Regions from separate parts of the Mus musculus genome. Here region 1 is linked to region 2. The links are chromatin contacts, called in public promoter capture Hi-C maps. All regions are on one chromosome and are shown on one strand. Each heading gives the region's core, a stretch centred on a gene start, on an enhancer-like site or on the middle of the called end of the contact. The rest is flanking DNA. Distances are from core to core; before and after follow the strand shown. Region 1 holds the start of Zfp36l3 (zinc finger protein 36, C3H type-like 3). Region 2 holds the start of Rtl8a (retrotransposon Gag like 8A).

What was found. Promoter capture Hi-C pulls out the DNA fragments that hold promoters and counts their contacts.
Region 1: a contact with region 2 is called in a promoter capture Hi-C map of stem cell-derived epiblast-like cells, with 3 times the contacts expected there. The contact joins the promoter of Zfp36l3 here to the promoter of Rtl8a in region 2. A contact is called at or near these places in 3 of 39 promoter capture datasets (embryonic stem cells, hippocampal neurons and stem cell-derived epiblast-like cells).

What each region holds. Positions count from the first base shown.
Region 1 is chrX:53,774,962-53,779,105 of GRCm38.p6, forward strand. It overlaps Zfp36l3 (zinc finger protein 36, C3H type-like 3), which reads right to left and starts at 1,433. Exons shown (of 2, transcript NM_001009549.2): 1 at 1-1,433. The coding sequence starts at 1,284. It also overlaps a transcript of Xlr not described here.
Region 2 is chrX:53,641,790-53,645,885 of GRCm38.p6, forward strand. It overlaps Rtl8a (retrotransposon Gag like 8A), which reads right to left and starts at 1,974. Exons shown (of 1, transcript NM_024170.2): 1 at 699-1,974. The coding sequence starts at 1,832. The coding sequence ends at 1,491.

The DNA of each region.
Region 1 (4,144 bases), core at 183-2,682, 130 kb after region 2:
CATGGCAGCTCCAAGAGCGAGGGCTGCCCCAGGAGTGAGGGCAGCTCCAGTAGCCATGGCAGCCCCAGTAGCCATGGCAGCTCCAAGAGCCATGGCCGCCCCAGGAGCAAGGGCTGCCGCAGGAGTGAGGGCTGCCGCAGGAGCAAGGGCAGCTCCAGGAGCCATGGCAGCACCAGGAGTAAGGGCAGGACCAACACTGGCCTGGCCAAAGATGGTGGCTGAAGGCAGAGGCCTGGCAAGGGGCATCTGGAACTGCGCGGAAGCTGCCAGGCCCATCTGCTGCTGGTTGTTGTAGAAGGCAGTGGGAGTCGTGGTAGCAGTGTTAGGGTTCTGGAATGCCACAGGAGAGAAGTCACCTGGCTCCTGGGGGAAGGCGAGGGCATCGTTGGCTGAGTTGTTGCTCGGGTCTTTGTCAGCATCTTTGTCGGGGTCTTTGTCAGCGTCGTGGGCTGTGGTAGAGGATGATGTTCTGCAGCACATCATCCGGAGGTTGGCGGCTGCAGGGTGTGATGAGGGCATAACCCCGCCTGAGCTCAACGCCTGCTGGTTGAGCTGCAGAGGTGCCTGGAGGGCTTGACTGTTGACCGACAGGAAGCCCGAAGGGCTGTCACTCTGCAGTCCGGGCTGCTGCTCCCCGTTAACGCCCAAATGCAGCACATTGGAGCCATTGAAGGAGCTGGGCTCCTCCAAGGTGCTCTCGGAAAGCACAGGTTGCTGCTCGGGCTGGTTGTGAATGAAGTGACAGCGAGTGCCATAGGGGCAAAAGCCAACGCTGTGGAAGGTGCGGCAAGGCTCCGTCTTGTACTTGGGGTGCCTTGACAGGGTACGCAGTTCGCGGTAGCCATGCGCGAACTGGCACTTGTGGCCATACTTGCAAATGCCGCTTTCCTCAAAGGGCCGACATAGCTCAGTCTTATAGCGCTCAGAAGTGGCCAGGGAGCTCGAGCCGCTCACCTTCTGTGGCTTAGGCTTCTGCTGCAGGCTATGTTCGCCATTCCGCGGGTGGATCTGCGACACCGCGTTAGCCTCTGAGGGCTCATGGGGAGCTTCCCAGGACACCGCACCAGTTGCCCCCGACTGACCATTATTGTAGCTGTTCAGGTCTCTCGCAAAACTGGACGAGCAGTCCTCGGTGAGGCTGGAGGCACTGGAACTGGGAGCCTGGTGGCCGAGCACTTGGGGGTCGCTGGAAGATGGTGGTGGAGCAGTGCCAGGTGTTGAGCTGGAGTTGGAAGAATCAGCCACATTAGTGTTGAGCGGGCGGTTCAGATTGTTGTTGGCCATAGTTTCTCGGTCTTGCACTCTAAGTCTCTATTGCAGAAAGTCCATAGAACTGTGAACATTGTCCTATGTCCTGCGCCGTTTTGAGCTTTAAGTAAGGAGGACCCGGAGAAACCTTCGAGGGAGGCAGAGCCAGCGAGCTCCAAACATGAGGCAAAAAGGGCAGGTAGGCGGAGCTGGGAGGAGCTAAAAGGTTGAGTCCCAGCCCAGCAGGAGGGCTGGGTGGGGTGGGGGAAAGGGCAAAAGCAGAGTAAGGCAGACGTACGTAAGATGTGCAGGTACGCCACCAAGTGGAGGATGAAGAGTAGTAGCAAAGATCTTAGCGCCTCTCTCACGCTCATGCATTCTGTTGAGTGTTAAAGCTGCTTTTCAGGCCCTCCTGCTGTGGGAGGGCTCTATTCTAATTTATCAGCTTCAAGATTTTTGCGTTTGTCCTAATATTTGAGTAAAGCAATGAAAGATAATCACTAGACTCCACATAATCCCATAACTCCCATGTTCTTGTAAAGAGCAGCCCAGTTAATGTTCCTCCGCTGCACACACCCCTCCCCCAACCTCACTCCCGCATATCCTATGGTTCAGCTGATACAGACTTGCAGCCAAACATGCCTGGAACCTACACCCTGGAGAGAACTGATTTCCTCCAGTTCTCCCCCCCCCCATTTTATAAATTTGTTTTTATTTATTTACATTTCAAATGTTATCTCCTTCCCCAGTTTCCCCTCCACAACCCCCTTATCCCCCCTCTCTCTGCCTCTATGTGATGGTGCTCCCCAACCCGCCCACCCACTTCCTCCAGTTCTTTGACCTTATTTCTTGTGTGTGCCATGATATGTGTGCATATTCCACCTCCCCACACTCCAACAAACAAGTGTAATTTAAAAACAGACAACTTTATTGTATGCATTCAAGGTAGAATTACAGCAGGATGCTTCAGTGGGTAAAGGGGTTTGCCACTAAATCTGACTTTGAGTACAGAACTCCAGAAATTGATCACTGATTTCTGCAAATTGTCCTTTGACCTCTACACTGTTGTCATTGTGCTCTTGTATTCACATACAAACACACAGAAAATAAAATAATTAAACCATTTGGTGTTATATTTTTCAACATGGTAGTGAAATGGCTGAGGGGCCAGAGAAAGGTACTTGCCACCAAACCTGATGGACTGAGCTGGAGTTCCTGAATCCATGATGTAGAAGGAGAGAACCAATTCTTGTAAAGTTCTCTTTATGGCTGCCAGGTCTGTGCAGCAGTGAGTGAAATGTGCCCCCCCCCAATAAATAAAATAAAATAAAATAAAATAAAATAATTAAAGCCATTTTCTTCTGCACCCATCCAGGGTGGTAGAATTCGGGATATCAAGATGGCTCACCTTGTAGAGGTGCTTAGTGCCAAGCCTAAAGACCTTAGTTTGATCCCTAGTATGCAAAAAGTAGGAGAAAATCAATTTCTGCAAGTTGTTCTCTGACATCCACACATGTGTACTGTGGCATGAGATTATGCACACACAAACACATTAAATAAACAAATGAATTTGAATAAATAAATCCAAATAATTTGAACTTTAGGCCATTGAATGCTGTATGCATTAAAGATGGCAAAATCAGAGCTGGCAAGAAGGCTGAGCCAGTCAAATGTCTTGTTTCCCTGCCTGCCACCTGAATTTCAAGGCCTGAATCCACATGGGAGAAAGGGAGAATTCCACTGAGTTGTTCTTATACACAATAAACAAGCAAATATAAACAATCTGTAATAATAAAGGCCAAATTTTGGCTATTGCATTAACTGTGGTAGAATTAGGACTGTCTATATTATAGATGTCAATGAAGTCCAACTTGGTGGACCCATGAGTATTACTGGGATTCCTTACAGGAATATGTGTGAGGGGTTACTTACAGGAGCAGAAATAACTCGGAGGCAGCTGCATCACCAAAGCCCACCCCAGGATGGGTGAGAGCTCACAAAGCCGGGGACCTGGAGCACACTGCACAGCCTGCAGGCAGCTCAACAGGTTGGAGAGAGTCCTTTCCACGTGTCTCAGTGGGTCTAAACCTCTTCCAGGCATGGCAGCTCCAGCTCAACTGGTTTCTGCTTCTTTCGGACAACTAGTCTCATCTTCACCACGACTCCTCAATTGTAGCTCAGCTTTCTGCATCTGAGAGGGAATTACAGCTTTTAGTCCTTCCTCTGGCAGGGAGGAGCCTAGTGAATGTTTTCAGTTTGGGGGACTCCTTGAAGCTCTTTGGAGGCGTTTACCTTCCTGCTTAAAGAGCTTCCTGAAGCTCTTTTGAGTTGTTTATCTCCCTGCTTAAGGAGATTCCTGCAGGGTGGAAGGTTTTGATTCTCTGAGGACAGTATTATACAACAGTACATTAAGGGCTTTTGGAGTTATATTAGTAATAATTTCAACTGTACTTGTATTGTACAGTTAATAATAATTTTATATGTCACAATATTATAATAATAATCATTTCAACTCTGCCTTACCCTGATAACATGGTTTCACATATACCTGGGAGTATGGTAGCCTCAGGACCCATCCTCTGTCCAGGTAGCTGGACCAAGATAATGGATTTTATACTCAGATGGCCATTAATTTTATTTCTAGTTGCCAATTTGTAGGGCACACCATTTACTTTGAGACTCCCAGTACTTAAGATTTCTAAATGGTCCCCTCTGGTAAGTTGGAACAGGAAGAAAACTGTACAGCTAGACCCCAACACACACAGTCCTGATGAGTTGAGAGGAAGTACAATCTAGGCTGTGTCCCCCACATATCCAGTATAGTCCACAGAGGGCATGGTACCTGATATCTGCATTGACATTGTTTCAAGCCTGTCAGGAATGAGAGAAACTAGAC
Region 2 (4,096 bases), core at 724-3,223:
GTTCTTGATTGGAGTGGAATTTTGTGTATACTTCCACTACTCTGTGACAGACTACTTGTCTGGTTTAAACTTGTACAGGTCTTCTGCATGCTTATTTTAATTTCTTAAGACAATATCCAAATATATAGCTCAGGTAAACCTTGAACTTGTCCTCCTAAAGGGCTGGAATTAAAGATGTATAACACCATGTCTACCTCAGGAATGTACTATATATCTTCATCATCTGCAGATTATCAACCAATTTGGGCTGAAATTCACAATTCCATTATGTATTTTTCTCATTGCCTATATAATTAGGATTCTATAAATGCTTTTTAAAAAAAAAAAACATATTCTTTCTATGAGTTCCCCGAGTGACATGTTAAATAACTTTGATATACATTCACTGACAGCAAAGTGGTATTTGTGCTTAACACTAACTAGGGAATTCCATGCTAACTTTGTTTTTGAACTCAGGAGTCTTTTCTAAGAAATCCTCTGGATCATAAAAATCACATTGCTCTACCCTGATCTGAATTAAAGATTTACGTTGTGGCTTTAAGCAGTATCACAAACAGATTTTACCTTAGAGAGTAACATAAGTGACTGAATAGCAGGGCACAATCACCACCTCTTGAACATGGACCCCACCTACAGACACCTGCAGGGGTTAAGGTTGTGGGGAGGGGTGGTAGGATGCTATACTAAGTAAGACTCCATTTCCTTTTAAATAGCATCTGATGTTTATTCAACGTGAGGAAAAGGCTTCTGTACAGGTAGAGCAGACAAGAAGGAAAGAGCACAGGGGCTACTGTGTTGGAAAAGGCATACACATCAGAGAAAGAGCTGCAAGCTGGTTTCTCAGGAAAACCAGCTAGTCCACAAGACAAAATGGGAGACAGCAGGTTTCTGGGAGCAGGGAGGGGAAGGGTCCCGCTGAAGGTGAATCAATGTCCATGGGCCGTGGGCAGCCCAGGTACCTCCCAGGTGAGTCCGGATCAGTTAAGGGCAGCAGCCAGTCCACAGATGGGTTGTGCAGGGGCTTGAAATGGCAGCGTCAGCACAGGCCTTATGGGCAGAAGCTTGCAGTCTGTCCACCAGATAGAAAGCAGTGGACAGCATGACATGTCCATCAGGTGGCAGGTGATCTGTCCATTAGGTGACAGGAGCCCATCTTGCAGCTGGAGCCTGGGACAGTGTCCAAACCTGCCAGGGATGGGCTGAGCTGTCAACAGTGGGAGGCCTTGTGCTCTCCAGAGCCAGGCCCAGCAGGGACAGCAGCAGGGGCCTGGGGAGCTATTCCTGGAACAAAGGCTAGGACACAGGAGGAGACAGGGGCGCGCGCATGCGAGATCTCCAGGCAGGGCGGGCGCGGGAGGTGGGGGAGTTCTCGGGGTAGGAGGGGGGCCCGGGGGGAGGGCGCACTCGGCGACCCCGGCTGCAGCCACAGGACAACACAGCAGCAGCCCACCCTCCCGGAGCCCCAACCCCAGGCCAGGCTTGCCAGAGGCCTAGAAGTCCTCATCCTCCTCCCACCCGAACACCCGCTTCATCTCATTCAGGAAGCCGTTGTAATCATTGAGCAGGGGGCTGTCGATCTTGATGTAGGGGATCACCCACTGCAGGGCCCGGCCCTTGAGGCGGGTGATGAGGAACGTCACCTTGAGCTCGTCGGTGTCGAAGGTCCTGTCGTCCACCAACATGTAGGAGCCGGTCTGCACGATGAACTCCGGGAGCTTGTCCATCTCGCCATCAAACAGCTCTGGAAACGGGATGGGGTTCCGCCGACGGCGCCGCCTGTTGTGCCTGAGCATGTAGGCCTTCGGCCTCTTTACCTTGCCTTGGCCTTCCATGACGCTGCGCTCTCTGGGCTGATCTAGTCGCTTGGTGGCCGGGCTGGCTGGAGGCTCTCCGGACTCTTGATGGGGTCAGCTGTGCTTTGCTGGATCTGCAGAGCACAGAGATTGTCAATTACAAAGGCGTCGCCGGAAGTGCGTAGGAGAAGAGGCGTGCCCAAGGTCTCGGGAAGGGGGCGTGGCCTTTGAGCGGGACATTGGGCCAACTTTAGATCTATAGTGATCTCAGCCCACAGGGTTGTGAGCTATTTCAGGCGCCAGTCCAAGAGAAGCATTAATAGGGTTAGTGGAGCAAAGTAATTTGTGCCCAAGACTTTCACCAAGGTAGTGTGGGGCCAATGTGGTCTCTCATTCTGTAATCCCAGCATTTCAGAGGCTGGGGTAGGAGGATTATCATGATTTAAGGTCACTCTGTCTACAGAATGGAACCCTTGTTTCAGATGAGGAAAAATTGCAGCGACTATAACTCGAAGGGCTTTCCTGGCTTGCTTAAGACCCTTTAGTTCATTGTCTAGTTCCCTGCTTTGTGGTGTGTAGGGGCGATCACAGGATGGCCTTAGTTTCCCTAGGGGAGTGTACCTTGGAACTTTGCATTAAGATCACAACTGATTCTACTGTTTTGGAGAGCATGCATATATCTGGAATTAATTTACTCTATTGTGAGTATTCCCATCTTATGCTGTTTTACCTTATGGGTTCCTTCAAACAGCCCAGCCCTTGACACATTGTTTTTGGAAATTTTCCTCAATGGTTTTCTAATATGTTCCTCAGTATAACTTAATCTATGTGATGATGCCTTATAATTAAAATTGCTGACTTTTACTTGGCACATCACTGAAAAGCTATGTCTCTGTGTGCTGTGGAAGTTTGTTCCTGGTATCTATATTTTATTATTTATTGATTTATTTTTGAAGTAGCATCTTTCCTTGTGTCCCAGGCTTGTACTTTCAGTAGTCCTGCCTCACCCTCCCAAGTTCTGGGATTCCAGGTGTGAGTTTCCATGCCAAGCTTTGGTATGGCTTTTAGGAGAGTAAAACAGTATTGGGAAGGGATGTTCCATTATGGATCCTTAAAGGATAAGCCCTTCCCTGTTCATTTTCAAGTTGGCATAACTCAGTTCATTGTGGTTGCATAAACTGAGACATTTTCTTGCTCTATAAATTACAGACCATAACATAATAAGCTTCTTCAATCTCCTTCTAGTATCATGAGTTCTTGTGGTTAGATCATCCAGGATTATCTTTTTAAAATTCATTTGATTTTTTTTAACCTATAGTTCTATAATTTTAATTCCTACTTGCATTATATGCCCCTTTTCTGAGGATTAGGACACAGGTAACTCTGGGGCAAAGTTATTCTATATTCCTTTGTATAAAGACTTATTTCTTACTGATTTTTCCTTGATAAATTGAGCTTGTAGCAGGCATGATGGGTTTTACCTGGTACTCCACTGAGAAGAAATAAAAGCTGAAGCAACTTCAGGTAGAGACAAGGCCAGATTACATAATTAGACTATCTCAACCAAAGCAAATGCTGGGTCAGTGAAATGACTTAAGTAAAAGTGCTTTGACCCCTACAAGCTCCCCACGTGTATGCCTGTCCTCCAACATACTATACATACATATACAATAACAATATAAATACAATATATAATATATAATATATATGCAAATGCTGAGCTTAAATATAGCTCAGTTGATAGTTTCCCTGCCCTTATATATACAAGGTCATGAGCTTGACCCCTATATAAATTGTGTGTGGTAATCTCCTGCCCTTGGAGAACCATTGGGCATTAACTGAAAACTTTGGCTACACAGTGAATTCAAGCCTAACCTGGGCCACATGAAACTCTGTCTCCATTTTCTTTTTTAAAGTATCTCTAGTAGCACCATAACCTAACACCCCCGGCTCTCGGTTAGCTCTCCAACCCTACAAATTAAAACACTGAAAACCCCTTCACATTCTTGAGGTACACTACAAGAAATCAGGGTGTGCGACAATTATATTTTGGAGTGTGGGTGAGAACTGTGACCTATAACTTAGCAATAAAATATGGAAGAAGTAAGCAAAATCACATTTTCTCCTACTAGCTACAAAGAATCAAGCTGTATTGTTGGAAACTGACTCTTCACAGAGCAACAGTTCACAGAATTGCAGGAGAGCACATATAAGCATTTTGTAGCTTTCTTGACATTTATCTCTCTTTAGCTATAACAGCTTCTGTGCGGTAAGTACTCTTTGAGTATCTGCTTTATATTGTT